2 separate regions of the Mus musculus genome follow, and region 2 is linked to region 1. The links are chromatin contacts, called in public Micro-C maps. All regions are on one chromosome and are shown on one strand. The core of a region is the stretch at or near the end of the contact, and the rest is flanking DNA. Distances in the headings are between cores, read along the strand shown. Region 1 overlaps Gm34554 (a long non-coding RNA gene). Region 2 has its middle 6.5 kb from the start of Hsp90aa1.

What was found. A called contact is a pair of places that touch in the nucleus more often than the background predicts.
Region 2: a Micro-C map of embryonic stem cells shows a contact between it and region 1, with 3 times the contacts expected there. The contact joins two enhancer-like sites. A contact is called at or near these places in 1 of 484 Hi-C or Micro-C datasets (embryonic stem cells) and 4 of 115 datasets of contacts at active chromatin or transcription factors (embryonic stem cells and pancreatic cancer cells).

What each region holds. Positions count from the first base shown.
Region 1 is chr12:109,944,658-109,951,481 of GRCm38.p6, reverse strand. It overlaps Gm34554 (a long non-coding RNA gene), which reads right to left. Exons shown (of 3, transcript XR_381936.1): 3 at 4,004-4,119. Among named protein-coding and RNA genes, the nearest start is that of Gm34554, 26 kb to the right of the region's middle. RefSeq lists an enhancer at 1,188-4,978. Within about 2 kb of position 2,966, at least 54 of the 459 cell types and tissues checked have an H3K27ac peak or open chromatin away from gene starts, as enhancers often do. A contact at or near this core is called in embryonic stem cells, where this site is marked.
Region 2 is chr12:110,699,470-110,706,293 of GRCm38.p6, reverse strand. No RefSeq gene overlaps it. Among named protein-coding and RNA genes, the nearest start is that of Hsp90aa1, 6.5 kb to the right of the region's middle. Within about 2 kb of position 2,978, at least 128 of the 459 cell types and tissues checked have an H3K27ac peak or open chromatin away from gene starts, as enhancers often do. A contact at or near this core is called in embryonic stem cells, where this site is marked.

The sequences.
Region 1 (6,824 bases), core at 1,717-4,216:
CCCTGTGCTCCAAGCTGTGAGTTCTGAGCACAGGTTCTGGGCCAAGGCCATCTCCCCACCCTTGCTGTGGACTTTGAGGTTTGCAGCTGCTCCCCAGAGCAGGGAGGAGTTGGAATCCAGCCTAAGACCCCGCTGCTCAGCAGGGCATGCAGCAGCTGTGTGCACCCCAAAGCCCTGGTCCTCAGATCCCACGCCCTGTCCCTGCTCGAGCTGCAGTCTGCCTGCAACCACCTCTCTGGGTCAGGCTAGGCTTGGCCTTCCCCTATAACCTTCTTCAGGCACAATGCCCAAGCTTGAGCATCCCCACTGTGCACTGATATCTTCCTTCACAGCCTCTCGGATTCCCACTTTGACCTCCACAGTGACTCTTCCAGGACCCCTGATGACCTCCAGCCTCAGGTCTCCAGAGGCCCCAGGCTTTCTTCTGTTGTCCCAGCTGTGTGCCTTCCTGCCCTCACAAAGCCATCATCACATCAGCTCTCTCCTGCAGGCACCAGGCGACCTTTTGCACGGAGCTCACAATCCCCTTTGACACCAGGGTGTCAGTTAGCTAGCACACCTGGTACCTCACACACAGGTGACTTATGACGTACATGACATCTTCCCTCTAAACCGAGATGAAACCCAGTACCGGGATCTGCCCAAGGGCTTACTTGACCAGCAGGAGGCGCTTATGAAGTGGCTCCAACAGGAGACAGCTGAGCTCAGTAACAGATGCCCTACCCCATGGTCACACCCCCAACCCCAAAAACTCAGGCTAGGGGTGTGCTGAGAAGGGCCTGTGGCAGAGCTGGGAGGGTATCCCCTGCTGCCTGACAGCAGAGGCCACTCTCTACACATACCTGCACACTACCTGGAGGAAGCAGAGAGCCCCTCTGTAGCTGCCCACCCCAAGTCCCCCCCCCCCATCCAGTTCTTAGAAGGCCAGTTCCAGGAAGCAGCAGGAACTGCTCTGGCCTGCGCGTGCTGTTTCCTGGAAAACAAGCTCAGAGCCCCCAAGGGGGCCTCACAGGGGAGGCTCATATCCAGAGACTTCCGACAGCCTGGAGCCATAGGGTGGGCTAGCGCTGGCTAGGGACATAGATACAGCTTGTAGGGATGAGGTTAGCAGGGGCAGAAAACCATGGTGAGTGGCCAGAGGAAGAACTGTCTTGACAGCGGACTCTCACAAGTTCCCATTGGACATTGGACAACAAGGAGGCAGGAAGCTGGCACACTCCAGTTCTCACAGACATTGATAGGGCTGGCATGAGGGAGCCTCGAAGAGGGACATCTCAGCTCCTGCCCCCAACCCCAAATGCATCCTGCTGAGGAGGTCTTTTTTAACCCTGAACGCTCCTGGCTGAGCCTCCTCAACATGCTTGATGCGTGTGCCCCTCCCTGGGCCTCTCTGTGGCACAAAGAGAGACACGAAATCCGTTACATTGTGCACTGCACCTCTTCTGTCCAGTATGGGTGGAGTTGGTGGGTTGGATGGATGCTCTGAGAACGGAGGCCAGTCCTGGTGTTGGGGGTTTGAGGTGGGTGCTCTTCGGGCCACCACTTCTGCATAGCCCCAAGGCACCTCTGAAATCACCCAGACGCTGGGCATGGAGTGGAAGGTCAAAGGTCAACCACAGATCCAGGGGAGCGGTGAGGAGGGAGCAGGCTTGGCCCTCCTCCAGCTGCACCCTTCACTTTGCTGGCTGGTAGAAGGTGGGAGCAGGGATTAACAGGCCCGGGCTTGTTCTCTCTCCCTGAGCACAGAGGCCCCATGGGGCAGCTCTAATTGGTTCATGTCTGACTGTAGCAAAGAACAAATTGATTTCCCTCCAGCTGTTTCTGCAACCACAGGTCCTCAAGCAGGCACAGGCAGCCGGCTGTGCCACCCGGCTTCATGGTCAAGCGCTGGGGCAAAGTCGGGGGTGAAGGGCAAAGGGGGTCTTGTGACAAAGAAGGGATCCTGCCTCAGTGTCCCAGAGTACACGCACGAACGCACGCACCTTGACAGAGGAAGAAACGAGAGGCCCTCTGGGCTTCAGTGCTCCCTGTAGTAGCTGTCAAAAGCCAAGCATCAAACAAGATCCTACAGTAGAAAACCAGCGTTCCCTCTACATGGGGCTCCATACACAACAGCTCAGCCATACTGGAGTCTTTAGCTACAGGATACACATTTTCTTGCCCCGGGGCCTTTGCACATGCTGAAAATGTTTGCACCATCTCCCTTCCCACGTATTCCTTTGCCAGTGGACAATATATTCTTGCCCCGTGGACTCGGCTGGCAGGTCTTCGCTTGGACAGCTTCTCCTGGGAAGGGGCCTTGGCCTTCTCTGCACTCAGCCCCATGCTTGGCTTACTATGTGTGGAACCTTCCCACAGCAGGTCTAGCTTTTCTTCCCAAGGAGCAAATATAGTCCCTGCCCCAGCCATCATTCTGTGCGCACAAGCAGCCTCGGTGCCCGAGGAACCATGGGCGATCTCCGGGAGGAGGTTTTAGAGTGAGTGTGGGGCAGGGAACCCCACGGGCCTGAACCGACTGGCAGAGCAACCAGGAACCAAGGAAAGAGCTGGAACCCGCCCTGCTGGCAGGCCGAGAAATGGCAGACTGAGCCCAACAAGGCTCACACACACACCTGGCCTCCTGCTTAGAGCCTGCAGTGAACTCCCGGCACAGGCACGAAGCCCTCCTCGATCCCCGCCTCCCCAACCCCACCCCTCTCTCACTCAGGATTCTTTGTGACAGAGGTGGATGCACACCCCAGACTTTGTTCCCAGTTCCTGCCGCCCTTCCTCCATATTTCTTTCTCCACACCAAAGCAGAGCCCCAGCCACAAGAGAGGTGTTGTCAGTCCCCCACCCCACTCCACTTCTCCCTCGCCTCCCACCCTCGCTACCCCCCTCCTCCTGCAAACCGGCCACCTCTCTTTGTGTCCTCTGTCCCGGCCGACCCTCTCTTTGTGTCCTCCCTTCCAAATCTGCATCATAAAAAGCGCTAGGCCCAGACGGTTAAGGAAGGCTTTCCTTGGGGTGGGGAGAAGGGGCCAGGCTGTACTGGCAAGGTCAAATTTCTTTTTATTTCCCAGCGACAGGGGCCATTCACATGTTAATAAATGACACTCCCATCGGGCGTCTAGGCAGCCTTTCTGAAAACTGAATTTTAACTCAGCACAACTGCTCTGTGAACAAGTCTACAAATAAAGATCCTGAGGTGTGGGGTGACAGGGGGCAGATGGAAAGCCACCCAATGTGCAGAGGGCTAAGGAAAGGAACTGTCCACCGCCTGCCTGGCTAAAAATCACCAAGTCCTTCCATCCCAGAGTGAAGGATGGACAAAATTTGTGATTCACAATCAAGACTTGCTGACAGACAAATGAGCAGGAGGGGACTTTCTGGGGTCTTGTCTTGGTCACTTAGGCTGCGTGCAATCTCCAGCATCCCATAGCGTAGGTTTTCCCATGTGTCTCAGCTGCTTCCCCTCTGACGCCCAGATCCCTGTAGCTGGTTCTGGGGCAGTCCTGGCCTCACCTGAAATTGATCACCCCCCACCCAAGGCCTGACTTTCAACCAAGAAGTCTGTTGCTGTTGTTATGGGGTTCTCTTGTTGTTTGGTTGTTTGTTTGTTTGTTTTTGGCTTGCTTTTTTGCATCCTTTAGGATTTGTGCCTGAAGGGAACGAGGAGGCCAGAGTTTTTTGTTCTGTTTTTTTCTTTTAAAGTTTTAGAAAAGCTGTACAAAGGTTTTATAAGACGTTGTTCTTGTGCAACTGAAAAGCTGCAAGATTTGGCAGACATTAGTGAGCTGGGGTCAAAATGCCCAAATGAAAACCAGGTTTGGGGGCTGAGAGATGGCTCAGGGGTTAAGAGCACTGGCTGCCCTTCCCGAAGCCCAGTGCTTTATTCCTGTCACGCACATGGTGGCTCACCACCACCTGTAACTCCAATTCCAGGAGCTCTGACGACTTCTTCTGGCCTTGTCGGGCATCAGGCTCACATGCAATACACATACAAGTGTAACATGAACGTGCATAAAATAAAAATAAATATATCTTTTTAATAAAGTATGCTTGCTTCAGGGATATCCTGATTTCTGGTGGCTGAGATAGACCTGGAGCTCTTCGATTCCTGGCCCATGTGGTGAATCTCTGAAACAAGAACAGACAGTGGGCAGAACCTGTAAGAGTTCTCTGTAGGTGTCTGTGCCCCAGGGGGTTCAGTGGATGTTAGGTCTCCTAGCCTACCTTTTACAGGACTCAAGAGTGCTTCCCAGGAAGACACACTAGCTGGAGGTGGAGGTTCTAAGGCAATGGCCGCTGCAAGGTAGTGCCAGAAGAGAGTGGGTGGGGCTGAGCAGAGAGGGCACTGAGGGATGAGGGGCAGGACTAAGGGAAAGTGGGTGGGGCTGAGGAGAGGGAGTACTGAAGGATGAGGGCAGAGCTAAAGGGAAATGAGTGGGGCTGAGGAAGGCTGAAGAAGGCTGGGCAGGGCTGAGGGAGACCAAAGATCAATATCAGTGGCCATAGCCAATATCCACAGCCAGGAGGCCCCATAAGCACCAGACATTTGCTACCTCCAGTTCTGGCAACTGGAAGTTGAAGGTTGAGCTGGAAAGTAGGGTCCTGGTTGGGGCCTTCTTTGAGATGTAGCTCTGTCTCTCTGAGTCCTCACTGGAGGGAAAGAGGTAAGAGTCTCCAGCCCTTTCCGTAGGGCACTAATCCCAATATGAGGGCTGTACTTTTGGACCCTGTCATTGCATAGAGGCTACTTGGGTGACACTGTCCTTGAGGCACTGGGCTATCCTCCTGTGAAACAAGGAGTGTTGGGAATGGGATGGAGTGTCTCTGAGACAAGGAGGAGCTGACAACTGCCATGTAGCCTAGGAGGATAGAGATCCCACAGTCACAAGAGCAATGCTATGACCAGGGCCTCTCATCACTGACAGCAGTGGACTTGTGGTGGCCCCTGGAGGACAGAAGCACCTTGCCTAGGATAGGCCAGCTGCACTGGGTCTGGATGTGGGTGGGGACTCCCCAAGACCCATTGTGGAAACTCTGAGCTTTTAGGAAATCGTGCTGCAACCAGGATGTGCTGTCCAGCAAGCCGCCCTGTCACAAGAGGCCTCATCAGACCAGACTCTCACCAGGAAAAATGCACTTTCTTGTTGGATCCAAGATCCAGATTTTGTAGAATAAACACTTGTCAACTCAGAGAGCATGTATACCAATTAATTACCACTGGGCTAGGCTGCACTGGGCTGCAGGCTGTGAGAACAAGCCTTCCCAAGCCATTCTTTCCTTTCTGTTTTCCCCCAGGACTCGGGCATCACATGAAATGTCTTGAAGACTCTTTCCAGGTCTGGTCTCTTTGAGACACTTCTAATAGCACAGAGTTGGAGGCTGTAAATAGTAGGGGGACAAGGAAAGAGAGATGTCTCACATACCAGGTGAGACACCCTCACTCTTGTATAAAAATGCAGCAGGACATCTTTTTCTTGTGGCCGCCACTACCTCCAGACAGATTATACAAGACTTACGGACATCTGAAAGTTTCTTTTTCGTTTTTCCAGTCCAGACCAGTTCCCTCTTCCCCTTCCATACTTGACCCAGGAAGAAGAGAGATAGAGTTTTGTCTGGAACATCCTGATATCTAGGTGTAGTCTGCCTGGTGTTCAGTAACTATTGGCACCCCGGTCACAGTTTGACATGCAATAAACATGTGATGAACTTTTACCTCGGGCCAAAATAACGTCAGAAAGACCAGATTTAGCCTCTCCTCTGCAAGAGCTAAGAATCTGGACAGAACACATGGAATAACAATTGTCAGACATGGACTGTCAGACAGTTCAAGTCAGTTCAAGACAGTAATCCTGAGATTGGGGCGGGGGGTGGGGGGGTGGGGGGGAGTAAGCCATGTGAGCCCTGTCATGGCTTTGGGCTGCAGCCAGGAGAGTCTCCAGGCATGCCACTAGGAGGGGGGCCCAGACAGAGCCTGGGGTCTTTCTCATGGAACTGGGGACTTGTGGAGGCCAATGCAGCTGCAGTCCTAGGACTAGGAAGGATGGGAAAGGAAGGATGTTTGAGGGATGTACTTGTAGATGGTCCCTCTTGGGAGTTAAGAGCTCAGCAGAGCTTGGTCAGCTCAGGTGCGACAGTAGCGGGCTCACACAGGGCTAGTGACAGTGCTGGCTCCTACCAGCTGTGAAGACAATGGCAGCTACTTCTCAGTACATTCCCAGGGATTGGGAAGGGTATGGAGTAGATGCTGCCCAGTGGTGGATAAGTGACACTTGAATCCTACCTGTTAGAGCTCCTCAAGTTGTATCCAGTCCACAGCCTGTGGGTCGCATGCACCTGAGAACTCTGCTGCCAGTGAGGCACAGCACAAAAATTTTAAACTCACTTAAGAGATGATGAATGAAGACCTGTTTGTGATTTTAGAAATATCTAGCTTAAAGAGTTCTGAAGCACACGCTTCATAGATGACAGTTTGTATCTTGATGGCAAAAGGTTGGGCCCATCTGGAAGCTATGGGTAAATGAAACAGTTTCCAAAGTACCTTAACTATGTCTGAGAACAGAGATTAATACCATTTATAGGAATATAAACATCTATTCCCTAACAGTAAATACAAGGTTGGGAACCAGGTGAAAAATAGATAGCCCGCGTATGCAAAGGAGCAGGGCATGTGCCCAGAGGAGGAAGCAGAGTTGGAGATACGGCTCAGTTGGTAGAGTGCTAGCCTGGTGTCCATGAATCCCTGTGCTCCTCAAGCACTGCATAAACTGTCAGGGGAGTGCATCTATAATCTCAGTACTCAGGAGAATCGGAAGCTTAAGGTCATCCCAGCTCAG
Region 2 (6,824 bases), core at 1,729-4,228, 750 kb before region 1:
TGGAGAGAGCATAGTTCATTGTTTAAGAGCATTAGCTACTTTTTCAGAGGACCTGAGTTCAATTCCCAGCATGCACATGGTGGCTCACATTTGGTTGTAAATCCTGCGCTGAATGCAAACGATGCACAGACATACATTTAGGCAAATGCCAATACACATAAAATGAAAATAAACGTTTTTAAAATTCTAAAAAAACAAACAAAAAAAATTTAAAGGGAAGCAACCCTGCCTGAGTGGTCTTATTCCTGTCTGGTGCTGTTCATGTCAGGGGATAGTTGAAGTGTTGGGACAGGTTGCCCAATACTCTGAATTGGGTAACTAACTACACCAGAGAAGGGTTCAGACAGGGGTTTAAGCCAAAATAGAAAGTCTTTATTAGCTGGCTGGCTACTACACTGGGGATATGGAATCCCAGTGTAGCACTGAGCCTTATTCAGGGTGAGCTTTTAAGCACAAGAATTTTTTTTAAAAAAGATTTACTTATTATTATATCTAAGTACACTGTATCTGTCTTCAGACACTCCAGAAAAGGGCATCAGATCTCATTACGGATGGTTGTGAGCCTCCATGTGGTTGCTGGGATTTGAACTCAGGACCTTCAGAAGAGCAGTCAGTGCTCTTAACCACCGAGCCATCTCTTCAGCCCTAAGCACAAGAACTATATTCTGGGTTGTCACACTTCAGTCAGCAGGACCAGTTAGCCAGAAGTGGAACTACAGAAGACAAAAAGCAAGGTGGTACATTCGGAGATTTTCCCAGAACTTTGATAGATTGTGTCTTTGTTTCCATATTGGCAGGTGGAGCTGTCTATGTGCTGAGTTTTACAGCCTGAATGATACTTCCATCATGGAGTCGGTTGTGCTAAGGTCTGGGACCTGTTACAGAGGTGTGGGGGAGGGGGTATGGGGGAGGGGGCTGAGTCCAAAATTGTTTGCCCCACATGAGTTAACACAACAGGGTTTTGGTACACCCTAAGGATCAAAAATACTGACACCACAGGAAAGGTGGATAGCTCAGCAGCCGTCCACCAAGCTGGTGGGAGAGAGACTCCATTCTCCAGGCTGCCTGTCTCCTCCACTGCCTCACTACCGGCACTGAACTCCAACATATTGTGAAATGAGTATCCCTATAACAGAAGCAAGGCAACATGTGTCCTACAACATTAGAACTACTCAGGCTGAGAAGTGAGTGAGGCCTGCCCTCAGTTCCAGCATCAGGAAACCCCTTAGGACAGGGAAGGTTCCCCTCCCTCCCGTCACTACACTCCCTCCCGTCACTTCCACAGCTGGTCACTCACGCCTCACTCAGTCTCTCTTGAGCCCTCAAACAGCTCTCAGCCTCTGTCCTTGCCATCCCTTTCCCCATTGTGTGACCCACAGCCAGCCACTGCCCATGAGTGCCTTGTTGGAATTCCTTCCCTTCCACAGGCTGCACTGCCTGACCTAGTGAGCTGAGTTCCTTCTGAGAAAACCCATCCTGTTTCAGTGGCTTGGTTCAAAGACCACACTTGTTCCTCATCGTGAAATGGAGTCCGGGATATGTCGCAGAAGCAGATAGCTTTGCTATCGGAGGGGACCCGGAGGAAACAAGGTATGGCAGTTGGGATGCCAGCCCAGGTCTTCAGGATACAGTGCAGATGTCTGGTACTTCTGTCACTAATGTGTTGAGCTTGCTGGTGTCTACACACGAATTCACAGCTACTGCGCACAGAATTGCCCAGGTGGGCAGGCAAAACGAGGTCATTGTCAAGACCCTGTGATTCTCAGGAAAAGAAGAGACCTGTTTTGTTTTGTTTTGTTTTGTTTTGTTTTGTTTTGTTTTAAACTACAACTTAAATCTCCCAAATTACTCTACTCGGGCTTTTGGGGCAGGAAAATTAAAGTTTCATGACCTGTCTTGGTTATGGAAAGTTCCAGACAAGTTGGGCATCTAAGCAAAAGCCTGCCTCAACAGTAAAAAGAATGGGGCCCAGGAATGCAGCTCAGTGGCGGAGGGAGGACTTGACTGGCATCCTCAGGTCCATCCGACCCAACACCTCACAAACAAGTACTGGAAATAAAAAGAAGACGAAAGACTGGGATGCCACATCTTTTAAATTCACATTCCATTTTGGAGACCCTGACCCTAAGTTTGAATTCAGGTAAACTAACAGGCCAGTACCTAGCATTAGTTTCCAAGCTACCCCTCAACAAGACCCGAGCCTAGCTCCGGTCTCTAGGCTAATCGCCAACAAGACCAGCGTTTCCAGGTTACACCCTCAATAAGACCAGTGTCTCCAGGTTATTTCCTCAACAAACCTGCACCCCTGGGTTACAAGCCCACCCCCTGCCTAACGACCACCAATGCAGAGGACAGCAGAAGTTAAGTTATGATCCGACTCCCAGCACCAGCCAGTTATGTTAAAGACCACAGGAGCTTGCCAATCAGATGCATGCACACGTACTCCATCCCTGCTCCCTGCTCGCTGCTTCCTAGAGAGCCCTGCCTCCTAGGTGTAGTGGATGGGAGTGAGTTTACCTCCAATTATTTACAACAACTGGCTGTTGTTTTTTGTTTGTATTTCTCCACAGGAAAACGTGGGTTTTGTCACATGTAAGCTTGTCCTTGTGATTGAACACTTTAGATAGGCATTCGGGGATCTCATCCCATCCCCCACCAAAACTGTCCTGTGTGACAGCGGTGTGTTGGGTGGCCTGAGCTAGCTTGAGTAAAGGCCCTGCTATGAGTTGCATCAGATTGGCTCCTGTCTGTGTTTGGGGGGATCACTAACATTTCCCTGGCACCACAAGACTACAGCTCAAGAGCGAATTACTTCTTAGTATGTAGGAGGTCGGAAAGTCACACACTGCCTTGAACTCTCTTTGTCATCCTGGCAGGTTTTCAACTTGTCATTTCAGTCTGAGTCAGCTTCCTGCATTGCTGGGATGATAGGCCTGCACTACGGAATGCACCCAGGCCTGCTGCTCTCGGAACTTTGCAGCAGGGGGTCTGTGGTCCTGGCTGAGTCAGGAAGATTATTGGTGATTCCAGGCTGTCTTACACACAGGAACACCACCTCATCCTTGCTCCGCGAAGTACCAGAAGCTTTGCCTTGAATTCTTGAGTGAAGACTGCGGTGAAAGTCAACTCCCATGGGAGCTCAGTTGTTCCTATTGGAAGGCCTCCAGCAGCTGACCAGCAGGTGGCGCTAAACACCCGTGCAGCCCCTTAGGAATGAAGGGCTCTAGCTATACACTAATTCTTTCTGTATGATTTTGACTGCCCTGGGCTGGGTCTGGAGATGGTCCAATAAGGATAAAGAGATAATAATCTGTAATTTCAGTTTAGCTGGATGAGCTTAGAACTCTGGAGGAAGCACATAGAGGGATCTGAGCTCAATAAAGTGTCTTTAAAAAAAAAGGTTCCAGGCTCAAAGGGAACCTTTCAGGGTGGAGAGGTCAGGCCCTAGGGCTACCGTTGTAATTTACATAAAGGCAGGGATGGTAAAATGTGGAATAGCCCTGAAGTGTCCTTATGCAAAGTACAAGGTCGGGACAAGGACCCAGAGTCATGTGAGGGCTGGGGCAGAAAATTCCAAGAAAACAAAACAACAAGAATTCCTATGACCTCAGTTTCTCTAACCCAGGGAATTGTTCTTAGAAGGTGCTTGTGTGCCCTCCCTGGTGTAGCGGGTAAGAGTGAGTTCACCTCAGATTATTTACGAGGCAGTTGGTTTTTGTTTGTATGTTTCTGTGGGAAAGAAATGTGGGCTTTGCCACGTGTAGCTGTCCTTGTGATTGAACCCCTCACTCCGGTGATTCTTCCGAACCTTCGGATGTAAACTGCCCAAAGCTCTGAGACTTTAGACCTCCTCATTTCAGGCTCCATTCTTCCAGGTTCCACCTCCGCAAGAACAGTAGACGTTAAGAGGTCCGCCCTGCCGTAGAGGCTGCTTAAGGGTGAGAAAATGGAACTCGGGAGGAAGAAAGAGGCTGGAACAAACCAGAAAGCCAAGCAGCAGCCATCGCCCTTGTAGACTATCCTTCCCCTCCCTGAATCAGTTTCTTTGCTCGACGTGCATTTGCGTGTGTGTGTGTGTGTGTGTGTGTGTGTGTGTGTGTGTGTGTGTGGTGCTGGAAACTAGTGCCTCACATGCATTAAACATGTCTTTTCCAGCTGAGCAAATCTAGCCTTTGTATTCCTGATAAGGTTGCCATGATCTTCTTATGACTGAGAAAGCTGCCCCAGCTGTCGGGAGCTGGGCACTCCTCTGTGGACAGTGCTGTCATGGCCTGGTGACAGACCTGCAGATAATGTATGCCATGGGGCTGGATATAGGAGGGGGGTCTCCCCAGCCAGTGACTGTGTGAACTGGGTCCCAGACAGGGAACAGGAGAGAGGAGCTGGCTAAAGGGGCCCTGGGGCTGACAGCCTAGATAGAAAGTAAGGGCATAGTGTCCTGCATGCCCTGAGGGTTCCCCACTCCTTAAAATGGCAGCTGAGAAAGGCACGAATCAGTCCAGCAAAAGCCAGCTAAGTAGGGCCTGGCATGGCACCTGAAAGCTTGAGTTCTATCTAAGTAGCTCCTGAGCATGGGGGAAAGAGTGTTCCAAGGACAATCTGAGGCAGCCCTCAGGTGTGGTAGAGGGAGGCCTGGAGTCAGGTGACTCAGCAGGTTTAAGAAAACCACAGTGCTCCAGGGAAGGAAGCTCTAGCTCTCTCTCTCTCTCTCTCTCTCTCTCTCTCTCTCTCTCTCTCTCTCTCTCTCTCCTGCTGTCCTCTTGCCCCTCCCCGTTCTCCTCCCCCCTCTCTCGCCATGTGCTCATGGCCTGCTTCTACTTCTCTGCTCTCTCTCTCTCTCTCTCTCTCTCTCTCTCTCACACACACACACACACACACACACACACACACACACACACGACCTTTGGTCTGACAGGACTGAGACCCTGACAAAGCTCCTCACACGGGATGTTCACCTCTTTCTGGTTTGTCCCACCCTCTCAGAGCTAAGGGTGCTACTCCAGGCCAGACAATGTGCTTGTGTGGGGCTCAGACTCCCCTGAGTCCTGTCCCATCCCTGACTCCAGATTAGCACTAGCAGATTACAAACTGGACTTCTGCAAGGGGGTGGTTTGGGAGTGAAAGAGACAGGTTAGTGTTGTGCTTTATAAAGAGAGGGAAGGACTATGTTTAGTGGCTGTGAGGTCAGGTATTGGGGAAGGGGGTGCCTCTGCGGGCCCATGCCAAGGCATCCCTTCCCCCTGACGGACCAGACACAAGAAGGCAAAGTATAGAATAGAGTTTATTTAAGGCATGGGGGAGGGGAGTTGAGAGAAAGTCAGAGAGAGTAGAGTAGTAGAAGCCAGCCATGAGCACATGGAGAGAGGGGGGAGGGGAATGGAGAGAGGAGAGCAAGCAGGCAAGAGAGAGCAGAAAGGGCCAGCAGCCCCTTCATAGTGAATCAGCCACACCTGTTTCTTGCCAGGTAACTGGGACAGAGCCCAAAGTGCTAACAGTTGGGATGGAAGCTCCTACCCATTCTCTCTTACACCCACACCCTAGTTTTGGACCCCACTCACATACACTCCAGTCTCTCTCATCCTTCTTTTCCAGGGTCTTCCAGTTTTACTGAACTGTGCCTGCACCAGCCGCTTATATCCCAATAATGGTCAGCCACATTGGGACGTGAGCCGGAAACAGTTTCATGCCGTTGCCTGCGGCTGCCTAAGCAGCTTCCTTCTAGCTAGGTGAAACCGGGCTGCTGCTTTGTTGTTTGGTTGGTTTGGTTTTGGAGACAGGGTTTCTCTGTGTCCTGGCTGTCCTGGAACTCACTCTGTAGACCAGGCTGGCCTCGAACTCAGAATCTACCTGCCTCTGCCTCCCAAGTGCTGAGAGTAAAGGTGTGTGCCACCACCACCTGACAAAAACAGCATTCTTAACTTTACTGTTGAAAAGATGTTTGAGACAAGCTAGTGTCAAGTAGAGCTAGAATTTAAGAGGAAATTTTAACATATATTTAAGCAGGAGGATCAGTAGCTGCTCAGGAAAAGCAAGACACACACACGCACACATACAAACTCAGGAGAGTTGTGCTCAAGTGTCAACTCAGTAGCTATATATAGGATCGCAGTGGCTTCTAGAGTTATGTTTCAAAGGGGTGCTGAAGAACTTAGATGAGACCCTAGGGTGGGCCCTGGGGTGCACTGAATAAGATGACAACTAAGAGCCATAGGCCACCAAGGGGTCAAACAGAGTTAAGATGTTTTTAATCACAAGCCAAAGTTTTAGGCTAGTCTGTGAGATTCCCAGAACATTTTGAACTCACATCTAGAAAGGGCATGAGGGCAGAGATGCCTAGACATTTTAGGTTTCTGCCGTCGTAACGTGCAATTAGTGTTTAGCCTGAATGTAGGTCTGTGTGAGGGTGTGAATTCCCTAAAACTGAAGTTACAGACAGCTGTGAGCTGCTACATGGGTGCTGAGAATGGAACTCTCCTGCATGATGCTTGGGTCTTTTTTATTTTTTATTTATGTTTTAAGATTTATTTATTATATGTAAGTACACTGTAGCTGTCTTCAGACAGACCAGACGAGGGCGTCAGATCTTATTATGGATGGTTGTGAGCCATCATGTGGTTTCTGGGAATTGAACTCAGGACCTTCAGAAGAGCAGTCAGTGCTCTTAACCACTGAGCCATCTCTCCAGTCCCGATGCTTGGGTCTTAAGCATGGTTCATTTTAACTTTTTTTTTTGTTTCAGTTTATTTTTCTGTCTATGAAGAGCTGTTTGCCTGAATGAATGGCTGTGTACTGTGTACATGCAGTATGCTTGGAGTCAGACCCCT